Linked DNA regions of Mus musculus: all the other regions are linked to region 2. The links are chromatin contacts, called in public Hi-C and HiChIP or PLAC-seq maps. All regions are on one chromosome and are shown on one strand. The core of a region is the stretch at or near the end of the contact, and the rest is flanking DNA. Distances in the headings are between cores, read along the strand shown.

Region 1 (4,470 bases), core at 1,176-3,675, 910 kb after region 2:
CCACCTTACCCACACCCACACACACCCACCCCCCTCCTCTGTGATCTTCCCAGCTGCTACAGATGTCTTTGGTCCGAGGCCATTTTTTATTTCATTAGAGCTGTTTCAAATATACAGGCTAAAGTGTTCATGGAGAAGATGCTCATGCAGTCACATGGTACACATGGTATTTCTTATTGTCTCCTATATTGATGCCTCAGAGTACTTTTTTGGTTTTTCGAGACAGGGTTTCTCTGTGTAGCCTTGGCTGTCCTGGAACTAACTCTGTAGACCAGGCTGGCCTCGAACTCAGAAATCTGCCTGTCTCTGCCTCCCAAGTGCTGGGATTAAAGGCATGCGCCACCACTGCCGGTAGAGTATTTTTAATATGTCATCTTAAAACATAATGATTTATTTCCCCTATGACTGTAGCTTCTGAGTTCCTGAGGCAGTACAACTGACGATGTGTATTTTAATGTTGTTATGTTATGGAGACGTGAAGAGACTTGTTTAGCAGCTAGAACACTGTCTTTAACTACTGCTATTTTATTCTGATAGTTGACATTATTTTTGAGGTTAAAAAAAATGGTATCAGTGTGTAAGAGGAACAGAGAGATAGCTAAGATGAAAAAGATAGGTTTGAGAATGCAGGGAGAGTGAGTGTTTTCTGACTAGAGAGGATACATTGTCCTGTTAGTTTTGGAGCTACTGTCTTGATTAATCTCACTGATGTCACTGTGCCCTGCCTGTTTCGGTGTTTTTGTTTGTTTGTTTGTTTTGTTTTTGTTTTTTTTTTTTTTAGGTGAACCCCTGAGGGCATACATTTCTACTCAGGTGGCAGAAATGCACACTGTAGAACATGGTATATGAGGGAGTCACACTGTATAACATGGTAAATGAGAAATGCACAGTGTAGAACATGGTATATGAGGGAGTCAAGGGACTCCCTGGGATTAAAGGCGTGTACCACCCCTGCCTGGGCGGGAATTTTAAACACTCTCCACTTCTAGGAAATATGGTTTGTGTAGTGGGACTCTAATTTAGAATAAAATTCATTCCATTTCCAGTTGCTTTAACTTATTAGAAGAAGTTGTCTCCCACTTGCCACTGTGGTGGTTTAAAATGAAAACGAAAATGTGGGACTGGAGAGATGGCTTAGAGGTTAAGAAGTTGTGAATTCAATTCCCAGCAACCACGTAGTGACTCACAACTATCTATGTATAATGTGATCTGACATCTTTCCTAGTGTGCATGAAGACAGCATACTTATATAAAATATAAATATAAAATATATATATATATATATATATACACATATATATCTATAAGTCTTATTTATGTTTGTCAATGGCTGCATAGTTCAGGCTTTAGAAATCTGTATTGGGGGCTGGAGAGATGGCTCCAGAGGACCTGAGTTCAATTCCCAGCAACCACCTGATGGCTCACAAGCATCTATAGTGGGATCTGATGCTCTCTTCTGGTGTGTCTGAAGACAGCTACTGTATACTCATATAAATAACAAATAAATAAATCTTAAGAAAGAAGGAAGGAAGGAAAGAGAAAGAAATACTGTATTGGATTCTTTTCCATCTAAAATTTCCACCCAGTAAATTGTTCTCCTATATCTTTTGCTTTGAGTTTTAACGTATTTTTAAGGCTATAAAGTTTCAAGTAAAAGATTTGTTAAGAACTGAAGATCCCTTCCTTGAGAATTCTAGTATAGGAAAGGAAACACCTTCCTTGCCCCGTCTCAGTCTCTTCCCTGACCAGTTCCTCCTTTCTCTTTTGACAAATTGCTTTGTAAATATTTCCATATACATTTTGTATAGGAAGTTAGCATTCATACCCAAGGCTCACAATAACGTTTGCCTCTTAGTTCTGGTAGCTCTTTGTCTAAAGGTTGCTCAACCACTTTACTGACTGCCCCTAGGGCTTATCTTATTTTGATTTTCCTTAATGTTTCTGATTCCTAGAATGCTTAGCCTGGCACCAAAGGAAGCACCCAATTATTGTGCTAAAAAGGAAGCAGGGGGTGGTGGGTCACACCTGTAAAGCCAGGATTCTGGAGGCCTAGGCAAAAGGAACCCAAGATCTGGGGCAGCTAGGGATATCCAGTCTCCCCAAACAAAACTGAAAGCAGCCGCTAACTCTACCACCAAAAAACAAAACAAAACAAAACAAAAGGTGCTGCTTTTCCCTGTGGCCAGCTCAGCTTTTTCTTTTTGACCTGTGATATGACAACCCTTTACTAGAGCCCATGAAAGCACAGCCTGATGATACATTTGGAAAAGGATCGTGGCATTTCTTGAGTTCCTATGTAATTCCACAGGTCACTGCACAGTTTCCAGTTCAGCACGTCAAATGCCTTGAGTTAGGGACCAGTCAGAGCCCTCAGGTTGGGAATTTGCAAGCTTTCTGTTGAGTCACTAGGAGAGGCGCCTTCCTGGGTTTGTGCCTAATCAAGCACAGCTGTTAAAAGGCGGAGCCTGGGCCTGGGGCAGCTGTAGAAGTGACCTGGAGGCCACTAAGTCTTCCCTTGCTTGCTTCTGAGGTCTTCTGAGTTGCCTGGAGCTGTCTTAACTGGGACAAACCTGCTGAAGAAGTTTGTGCCTTTACCAAAACCACGGTTTCGAAAGCCTAGTGGCCAGAGTGCAGCTGCCTCAGGCCACCTTTGTATTGAAGCAGCTGGGATGCCATGATAACAGGCTGGCTGGTCCCCCTAGGTGTAACTGCTTACAAGCACCAGGAAAGGACCTGTGACAGCTGTCAACCAAGAGGTCACGTCTTCTGGCCCTTCTACAGCTTGGCTTATTTATTTGTTTTTTTAAAAGTATACATGAAAGAGTGCTTGCACCGAACAGACTTATAAACATTGTTAGCACTGTCACATTACCTAGACCCCTCACATAACTTAGACCCCTCACCTCTGATCTGTCTTACCGTCGAGGGCAAGAGCTTTGTGTCTCTCTCAGAGGATACATTTGGGGAGGCCATTTTGACAAGCACATTGAGTAATAATGCAGGCAGAACAACTGGGGAACTCTGAGCTGGTTAAATATTACGGCAGCGTCACCGGGGCCTAGCAACTTAATTTTCAACTTTAAACCATCAGAAAAGCCATCAAATGCAAAAAGCGTGTGCTGGTAAACAAATTAATTTTCGGAAGTCAGGTTGAACACAAAGATGTGATTTTGGGGGGGTATTAGGCAAAGCTATAAAGTGACAATGACAAGGGTTCTTCATCTCCGGCTGAACTCTGTGAACTGAATTCTAAGGACGGAGTCTGAGGATTGGAGGACAGAGAGTGGTGGCCCCCACGCCAGAACAGCGGAAAACGTTGCATTTGTAGGGCAAATGTTTACAAGCCTGGATTTTGATAACGGATGTATTCGTCATTGAATTGTATCTTTAGCTTTTTAACCACAAACATATTCTGAACATTGTTGAGCCACATGTTGGCATGTAATTTGGAACAAGAGGCTATTGAAAGCAGCAAAAATGACCAGTGCCTTTTTAAGTTATTTAAATTCATTCTGAAATCTCCACTTTCTCAGTTAGCCTGGCCACATTCCAGCTGCTCAGCGGCTGGGCGCAATTAGATGCTACTGTGTTGGGCAGTGGGAATTGAGAGAATTTCAGGCTAAGAGAAACTGCTTTGGATAGTGCTTTATAAGGTCAAAAGCTACAGTGGCTCTTCTTATTATTGTAAAAAGTAAAAAATGTAGCCAAAGACATGGAAAAGGAAATAAAGTAGGATTAGGTGACTGCCCTGCCCCCACCCCCTAACCCTCTGCTGCCTGCCTCCCCTTCCTGGTTTTAGTCTTAAAGGAGAATGATAGGAAGATGGTTGAAAGTCAGTTTCCTGCCATGTAGGGTTAAGCCGGTGGCTGGCACACACTCAGGACCTTGCCCGATAGCTTTACTGTTTGTAAATTTCACCTGCTACAGATCTCAAGTGCTCCGCCCTTCATGGTAACTGGACCTCAGTCTTGTTCAGAAATCGTGGGTTTTCACCCTCTGGCTGGCTGTCCCCTTGTGTTTGTGATGCTGTTTAAACTAACTTCTCTCCCTCCTCCCCCTCCCCCTTTTTCTGTTGTTTCTTCCAGAGCCTCACTTGTTCCCTCTGGTTTTCTTTTTTTCCCCTGTGAGGGTCTGAATGGACAGGACAGAGTTGTTGAATAAGCGTGTAGCTGCTCCATCTCCACCTAGCCGGCCTTTGATAGGTGCCTGTGTGTGCTGCCTACCCTCTCGAAGACCTTGTCTTAGAGGAGGTCCTGAGTTAAAGAATTTTAAGGTTAGGTTAACATGGGAGAGTTACAGCGAATCTAAACGTCTGCCTTAACTTTCTAAACGTGGGCATTGATGTGAAAAGAGTACAAGTCACTTGTCAGTTCTGCTCATTTGGTAAGGTTTGGTGTTCTCCTTTAGTCTCATTCACACTTCTGAGGTAAATTTGAGGATACTAATTAGTGTGAAGGTGGGAAATTTACC
Region 2 (4,002 bases), core at 1,449-3,948:
AATAGACATAAATTTTCTGTATAATGAATTCTAGGCAGCAAGCAGTTTTTCTAGACAAATAATTACATATTTGAATGGGAGGATCTACAATGCTTTATCATATTGTTTTTATTATGATTAAACTTGTTCTTTGAAATTTTGAAACATGTATTAGATGTATTTTAATTACTCTCACCTCATGCCCCTGCCTTCTTCTTCTCTCCCCTACAAATAAAGGCCTTTTCTGGGTTTGTTTCTTTTTGTTTGTTCCGCGACTCATTGAGTTTAACCAAGGTAGGCTGCCTGACTATAGCACTTAAATTATCCCTTGCGAGCATCCACATCTGTATTTGCCAGGCACTGGCATAGCCTCATACAAGGCAGCTATAACAGGGTCCCTTCAGTAAAATCTTTCTGGCATATGCAATAGTGTCTGGGTTTGGTGGCTGATTATGGGATGGATTCCCGGGTGGAGTATTCTCTGGATATTTCATCCTTTCGTCTTAGCTCCAAACTTTGTCTCTGGAACTCCTTTCATGGGTATTTTGTTCCCTAGTCTAAGGAGGAATGAAGTATCCACCCATTGGTCTTTCCTCTTCTTGATTTTCTTGTGTTTTGCAAATTGTATATTGGGTGCTCTATGTTTCTGGGCTTATATCCACTTATCAGTAAGTGCATATCTAATGACTTCTTTTGTGATTGGGTTACCCCACTAAGGATGATATCCTCCAGATACATCCATTTGTCCAAGAATTTCATAAATCCATTGTTTTTAATAGCTGAGTAGTACTCAATTGTAGGACCCCCAATGGAGAAGCTAGAGAAAGCACCCAAGGAGCTGAAGGGGTCTGCAACCCTATAGGTGGAACAACAATATGAACTAACCAGTACCCCCAGAGCTCATATATCTAGCTGCATATGTAGCAGAAGATGGCCTAGTTGGCCATCACTGACAAGAGAGGTCCCTTGCTATTGCAAACTTTATATGCCCCAGTACAGGGGAATGCCAGGGCCAAGATGCGAGAGTCGGTGGGTAGTGGAGCAGGGCAGAAAGAGGGTATAGGGAACTTTTGGGATAGCATTTGAAATGTATATAAAGAAAATATCTAATAAAAAAAAGAATTAAGAAAAATTATCCTTTGCAGTCTGATGAGCTCACCAGCAGATACACAACTGTAGACAGTGAGTCTATCTTTCCCAGAATCTTTTAGTAGCCATATATATCCCCCCCCAATATAACTAATTGTTGACAGGACCACACTTGCACAGGCCCAGTGTAGGTAACAGCAGCTCCTATGAGTTCAAGATTCATGATTGCGTCATTTTTAAAATGGATGGCACTTTACACATTTTCCCCCTATCTTCTGACTTTTGTATTCTTTCCAGTCCTCTTCCATGATATTCCTCATACTTCAAATGGCAGTTCAGGCAAGCTCTCAATAATTTATTCTTTATTCTCAGCAGTTCTGGTCCTCTGCATCCACCTCTGTCCACCTGGGTCAACCCTGGCCTCATCTTCTCTTCCCCATTCATACATCTGGGCACACTACCTACTTTTAATGAAATGAAATTTGTCATTTTATAATATCACTGGAAAAAGTAAGAGGCTCTTGGTGGTTAAAGTGGAGAGAGGACATAATGAATATGAAGGAAATATGTAGGAAACACTCATCATATTTGCCAGAACTTCAATAAACTTATGTTTTAGAAATCAAATATATATTGATTTTAGTAATGTTCACACATTCATTCTTCCTTCTCTTGGATTTTTGTTTATTTCTTTTCACAGTCCCTTAGAAGATTAATAAAGCAATCTAAAATTACAAATTGAAGCTGTCTAAATCAAAGTCTTAATCCTACAATTAAGACCTACTTTAGAATTTAAGAAATGTAATAATTATCTTGATAGGATCAATGTAGTCAAAGAATAAACATATGTAGTTCTCGACACATCAAATTTCAAGTCATTCTCATATTAAGATGACCTATTTTAGAACAAAATGCTCTAATCTGCTCAGTAGTAGTTTTTAAATCCATACTGGATACCTCACCTCAGCGATGAGTTTTTTTTTTTCTTGTCTCACTTACATTGTATGTCTTCCTTTTGGAATTTAAAATGTAAACTGAGCCATGCTACAATGTTAAAGAAGTTATCTGAGCAAATAAAAACTATTGAATTGAGAAACTCCAAATCAGAAGTTGAAGTTCCCTGAAGGTTGGGGAGGAGAAGTTTTTATAAGATGAATATGGAAGCCACACAAGAAAACATTTGATTGACTCTAAAGTTTGATTCACATAGTCTACCCCTCTGGGAAGTTTCTAGTTATGTTATTATAACTCAGTCGACTGCTTCACATTGGTTGAGTGTAAGTTATGTTTTTCTTTAATATAGGTCCTGACATTACATAACTCAAGTTAAAATTTGTATGTGTTTGCAAATTAAGCCAAGTTAAGATTGCATGTAAGGTCTTGTTAGCTACACAGGGGTTTTTCAGGCCTGGTTTGTATTTCAATTTACCTTAACAGGAATTTCTTTTCGTCTGAAGGAAGACTGTTTTGCGGGGAAAGGTTCTACTGGGAAGGCAATTAGGACAACATTGCATGAGTTTTCCAGATGGAGTCTCTCAAAAAAATCTCTCAAAGCCACAGGTGAAGGAAACTGGAGCATAAAGAGATCCCAGAGGGAGAAGTAGAGATTTGAATATAGGGCTGCTGTAATGGTGTATCTCTCCAAGAACATCTCCAAAGCAGAGGACTGCTGCAGACCCACTGAACTTCCTCAGGGCATCCCAGCCCCTGTCAACTCCCAATGAATTCTGTGACTTTAACTTTTGAATCCTTATTTACTGAAACATCTATGATAATACCCTTCTATGAAGTTGTCCCTTTTCCTCTATGCAAAATGGCCTTTAGTAACTGACTACTATATGGCACTGTATCATTCAAGATTCACTTCAAGGCTTACTGTGTGGAATCCTTTTGACTCAACCCACAATGGGCAGCTTTACAGTTTTAGCTACTTTACGATCTTGCACAAATTATGTTAAGTGGATGTCACAGTGTGTTGGAATGATTTGGACCTAATCTGGCATTTCATGGAGGGTTGGACATCCTATTTGGCATTATATGCTTAGACTTAAGCTCAATAAATATTAGCAAGTGAATTTGTGTTGAAGAAATGAGTGAATCAATCTATGCTTGAGAAATAAGACACTAGCAGATGCCAAAAGAACATTATTTTCGCCTCTAGAGGTTATGGTCTGTGACAAAGAAGCTTATCTGTGGACAGGAGTTGAATTCATAGAACCCTGCCTCATTTGGCATGCTTAGATAGCAGTGTGACAGGAAATGACTAGAGAAATTTGAGCAGGATGGTGTAGTAGCCTCTTTTACCACCTAGAAATGCTGACAGCTCACCATATTTCCTAAAATCAGCAACAAAATCCAAGTATGAATATCACTCAGTGGAATGTTATGGTTAGGTCAAAGGAACAGTATTCAGATGGGAAAATATCCAAAAACAATGGTCTGAAGAAGTAATTCTTCTCCTTAAAATAAAATTGTTTCCAGAGGCTGTGGCTTGCAGGGCAATAGCATCAGCTGATCAGCATTGGGTAGAAGATTAGAGCCCCAACACACACACACACACACACACACACACACTCATGAGAATTTGCCATCTGTGATGGCATTTCTAAAAGGATAGTGATCCAGGTTTGACTTTACCTCTTCTGGTGATGGGCATCTTTATTTAGGAGCAAGTCCATTTTACTTTAGATTATTTGCATGGTTGGAGCCAAAATCTGCCTGTACCCAGTGACTCTGCTTCCTCTGTCCAGAGCTACAAGGAATCTAATTGGGTTCTGTATAAAAGCTTCTCATGGATTTCAATGCACCAATCGTTTCCCCCAAAGCTCCTTTTCTCCAAGATTAGAAACACTCCGTTTCATAGAATAATTCCTTGTAGGCTGTTGGCTTAAAAGCATTCAGTCCTCCTTGGTCATAGTCCAATGGACACACTCT
Region 3 (3,969 bases), core at 891-3,390, 890 kb after region 2:
GGTGAACCAAATGAACTCCATGCCTTCGAGCCCCACCTTGATGGAGCTCAGCAGTGTAGGGAAATAAATGGCACAGCAGCACCTTGGTGGCACGTGGTGGTCAGTGCCCCTGTAGAGTGAGTGGCCGGGAAAGCCGGCCAGGGAGGAGTTAAAAGCTAGGTCCGGTGACCTGAGTGGAAAGACAGGTGTCTGAAGATACCTTCTGAACGGAAACGGCAGTGAGTCTTCACATACAGTCCTGTTTGTATGTTGTACTCTAAGTTTGCCTTGAGCTTGGGCTAGGTGAGCCAGGATACCCCAGTCAGTTCCAGAGGCCACTGGTCGTTTGTCTCTCCTGAAGATCCACATCCTACACTACAGCCAGGCCTTCTCAGAGCCAGGAGTTTGTGCTCTCTGGGCTTGGGGGTCAGTGCACCCCCTTCTTGCTGCTGGCCGACCTATTGTCCTGGAAGCCCACTGACAGTTTTTGTCCTAGTCTGAGCTTTACCTCTGGCTTCCCGCAGAGCCTCTGAGATAATCTGTATTCACTGATAGCAAGATACACGAAAAATGCTCTTCTGTGTGCCTCATGGCTCCTCTCAGTTTGGATGGCCTACCCAAACCGATTTACCTGTCTGGCAGTAGATTTTATTTTGGATATAAACATTATAAGCCAGATTGCTGTTTTAACTACTTAAAAAAAATCATTAAAAGCAATTTTTTTTTCATTTCAGAAACGTGCTTTTTTACTTTCTGAAAAGTTGTCTTTATGCATAGCATTCATAAAAGCCATGTTAGAAGCAAGGGCAGCTTTTTGTAGCAGAAGGTAAGGCAGTATGTAGAGGGAACTCTCAAGGAGGTGTGTGATTCAGAGTCCTGCATTCACAACAACCTGGGCTTGCTTTCAGCTCTCCTGGAAGGGTTCCTGCAATGTCTCTTGTCTCCTTAATATGGTGCTGATAAATTCATTTGGCAACTAAGGAGTCAGTATTCCATAGGGATGAAACATTCACCTTCAGGATGAGTTTCACGGACTCGGCTAGTTTGAGAATCAGCAGTGACTAAATTTAATGAAAATACATAGCAACGAGAGCAGGAGGCAACACTGCTTCTGGCCCGCCATTCCGTTTGTGCTCTAGGCGTTTGTCACGCCATTTCCCCCAGTTTGGATTTCACTTCATATCTGAAGTGAAACTTTATAAAAACCAGTTCTGTATTTTATTGGAGTTGGGGAAACATGGAGCCTTTGTTTTGCCAACAGTGATGTACACAGTGCTCATGTCACATTTACATGCCCATTAGAACTAACATCATCCTGAAGTCCTCTGGCTCCGCTCCTGTCTTTGTGGAGGAGTGCAGTGGCTGCCTGTCTTTAGTCAGGGCAGGGGACACGCCTTGCGGGCACAGAGCTTGTTACACAGGCGTAAGGACCAGCACCCACGTAAAACATGGGATGTAGTGGCAGTGCTTGAAGTCCTCCTGCTGGGAGGTGGGGACAGGAGGACCCTGGGGAGTCACCGACTAGCCAGTCTAGTCTTAATATATGGTGGAGGAGCTGAAGGGATGACTTGGGACTTAAGAACACTTGCTCTCCCTGCAAGGAGTCCTGTGTTTGGTTTCCAGGTCCCACATTGGGCAGCACACAACCTTTGTACCTTTAGTTCTGGCTGATCTCATGTCCTCTTCTTGTCTCTGGAGGCCTCTATAAAATAGTATCCACGCATACACACACTCATACAGACAAGTGAAGATAAATCTTTAAAGATGGGGTGGAGGGCAGTGGAGGAAGGCATCAGTATGGACTTTTTTGACATCCACACATGCAGTACACACACACACACACACACACACACACGTACTCTTTTTTTTTTTTCCTTGATGTTGCTTGTTTAAGTAACTGCTAGTATGATGGATCACCAGACCTTTTAGGCATATCCAGCCTGAGGTCCACAGGCCGCATGTGTCTTAGTCCCAGGGTCATTTGTAGACCATGTCACCATGCCAAAAAGTTGCCAGTGATTCCAGTAGCTCTCTGTCTTGGAGCCGTTTTCATAATAACGTCCTTCTGTTAGCCAGCTTTCTCTCTACGGAGTTAATGCTTCTTCGTAAGTGCAGAGGTTGGTCATTACGGCTCAGTGTGGGAGCAAATGCCTGTAATATGTCTGTAGTCCATGACTCACTCGCAAGGTTGATTCCAGGCGTGCTTGAGCTTGAGGCCGGTCTGGGTAGTGCTGGAATTATTTTATTCTTCATTTTTGAAATAGTCATATAGTAATCTCCCGAGTAATGGTTTGAGGATTTGTGATTAAGTCAGGGCCTCTCACTGAGCCTGGAACTCACAGAATGGGTAGCACTACCTGGTCAGCAAGCCCCAAGACCCTTCTGTCTCTGCCTCCCCAGCCCTGGGATTTATAGGCATAGACTTCTGCATGGTTTTTAATGTAGTTATTGTTGATCTGAACCCAGGTCCTCATACTCACCTACCAAGCGCCTTATCAATTGAGCTACCTTCCCGGCCCTACCAGTCTGTTCTTAACTTCGTCTTTCCATGTCTTAAGAGTTGTAGTTTTTTGGTCTCTGAACTGATGAATCAGCAACAGCTTTTCTTAGTCTTCGAACTGAGCTCACTGTTTTCAAGAGCCTTGATTGTTTCCTATCTGCTTAAAATAGCGTCCTCCAGATAACCCGCCACCACCAAGGTTGGGAAATCTTGGTAGGGTGGTTTGTTTGTATGCTGCCTGCCTAGATTCCCTAACCTTGATTACTTCTCTTAGCACCCATTTGCACGCTATCTTTTGTCATTAAAATATCAAATTAGAACTCCTCAGTTATGTAAATAATTTCATTTACCTAAGAAAACTGGGAGATCAGAAAACCTATGCAGGACCCCTACCGGTGACCTCTGTTTGAACAAAGGCTCCCGGGTCTGTGTAATCAAACCTTGCAGTGAATTGAGATCATTGGAGATAGCTGAAGTAATCTGAGATGTTTGCTAGCATAAAACGTGGTGGTCAGGGTTTCTATCTACTAAGTAACCAAGCAGTGTTTCTGAAGCAGTCCATGACTTGCTTAGATTCACCCAGAAGTGTTTGAATTCTGATAAATTTTGGGATTTAACAGCAAAAATGAGTATTTTGGATAGTTCCTGTACATTCTTTCTTTTCAATATGTAAGTAACTTTGAGTTTTTTTAAATTGAGAAATTGCTTTATTAAAGTTAAAAGAAAAAATCCCTGCCACACATCTGGTCAAAAGTTCTAGCCATAAAAGAAAGAAGGCGGTGGGAGCTGACCCAGCCCCATTAGCACAAGTGTCCAAAGCAAGTGGAATTTTTATTTGTTCGGTTGGCACTCCGTTCTCGTGGAACACGCCTTACTTTTTTGCACAGCTGAATTGCGTATGGATCTTAGATTTTATTTTTAGAGAATCAGTTGCCGGTCCTTTTCTGCATTTAAATTCTGTTTTGTAGGAGCCCGAGCGGGCTCAGGGAAGGGGAGGCCTGCTCCCTTCTGCTCTCTTCCAGCTTGTGCACTCTAGGACTGGGAGACAACTGGCCGTCTTGGCAGGAGCTCTGTGTGTGCAGTGAGCTGGGCGGTCTGGAGAGGGGCAGGCCCGAGCTCATTCCATTCCTTCTTTAGCAAGGAGCCTGGGAGGCTGGCACAGGCCCGCCTGTTTCAACTGACATTTCACTCCCTGAATGGGGCTTTGTCTTCATACTGAAACATAACTTTTTCATACACACGCTCTAAGCGGTCGTTAGTCGGCTTAGGGAAACCTGTACGTTGCCCTCACCTTTTACATTCTTGAGATTTCTTCAGTGTGTTGATAAGGCCTTCAGTTAACCCTTAGTGAAACAGTGCTTTAATTCATATCAGTAGAGATACTTCTTTGGCACAAGTTAGAAAATGTCAAGTGGAGGAACTAATTAATGTCTGCCCACAGTTCTAACCCCCCAGTGCCTCAAGATGGAGCTAGGCCGTGATTATTGTGT

What was found. A called contact is a pair of places that touch in the nucleus more often than the background predicts. HiChIP or PLAC-seq counts read pairs in DNA pulled down with a chosen protein or histone mark.
Region 1: a contact with region 2 is called in an H3K27ac HiChIP or PLAC-seq map of embryonic fibroblasts, with 8 times the contacts expected there. The contact joins two enhancer-like sites. A contact is called at or near these places in 3 of 484 Hi-C or Micro-C datasets (adipose-derived mesenchymal stem cells, embryonic fibroblasts and myocytes) and 2 of 115 datasets of contacts at active chromatin or transcription factors (astrocytes and embryonic fibroblasts).
Region 3: a contact with region 2 is called in a Hi-C map of adipose-derived mesenchymal stem cells, with 3 times the contacts expected there. The contact joins two enhancer-like sites. A contact is called at or near these places in 1 of 484 Hi-C or Micro-C datasets (adipose-derived mesenchymal stem cells), 1 of 115 datasets of contacts at active chromatin or transcription factors (pancreatic cancer cells) and 1 of 9 other capture datasets (embryonic stem cells).

Annotation. Positions count from the first base shown.
Region 1 is chr8:44,999,331-45,003,800 of GRCm38.p6, forward strand. The region is part of intron 2 of Fat1 (FAT atypical cadherin 1); the gene reads left to right. Among named protein-coding and RNA genes, the nearest start is that of Fat1, 51 kb to the left of the region's middle. Within about 2 kb of position 2,426, at least 113 of the 459 cell types and tissues checked have an H3K27ac peak or open chromatin away from gene starts, as enhancers often do. A contact at or near this core is called in adipose-derived mesenchymal stem cells and embryonic fibroblasts, where this site is marked.
Region 2 is chr8:44,090,308-44,094,309 of GRCm38.p6, forward strand. No RefSeq gene overlaps it. Among named protein-coding and RNA genes, the nearest start is that of Gm45488, 390 kb to the left of the region's middle. Within about 2 kb of position 2,699, at least 29 of the 459 cell types and tissues checked have an H3K27ac peak or open chromatin away from gene starts, as enhancers often do. A contact at or near this core is called in adipose-derived mesenchymal stem cells and embryonic fibroblasts, where this site is marked.
Region 3 is chr8:44,976,676-44,980,644 of GRCm38.p6, forward strand. All of the region lies in intron 1 of Fat1 (FAT atypical cadherin 1), which reads left to right. Among named protein-coding and RNA genes, the nearest start is that of Fat1, 28 kb to the left of the region's middle. Within about 2 kb of position 2,141, at least 54 of the 459 cell types and tissues checked have an H3K27ac peak or open chromatin away from gene starts, as enhancers often do. A contact at or near this core is called in adipose-derived mesenchymal stem cells, where this site is marked.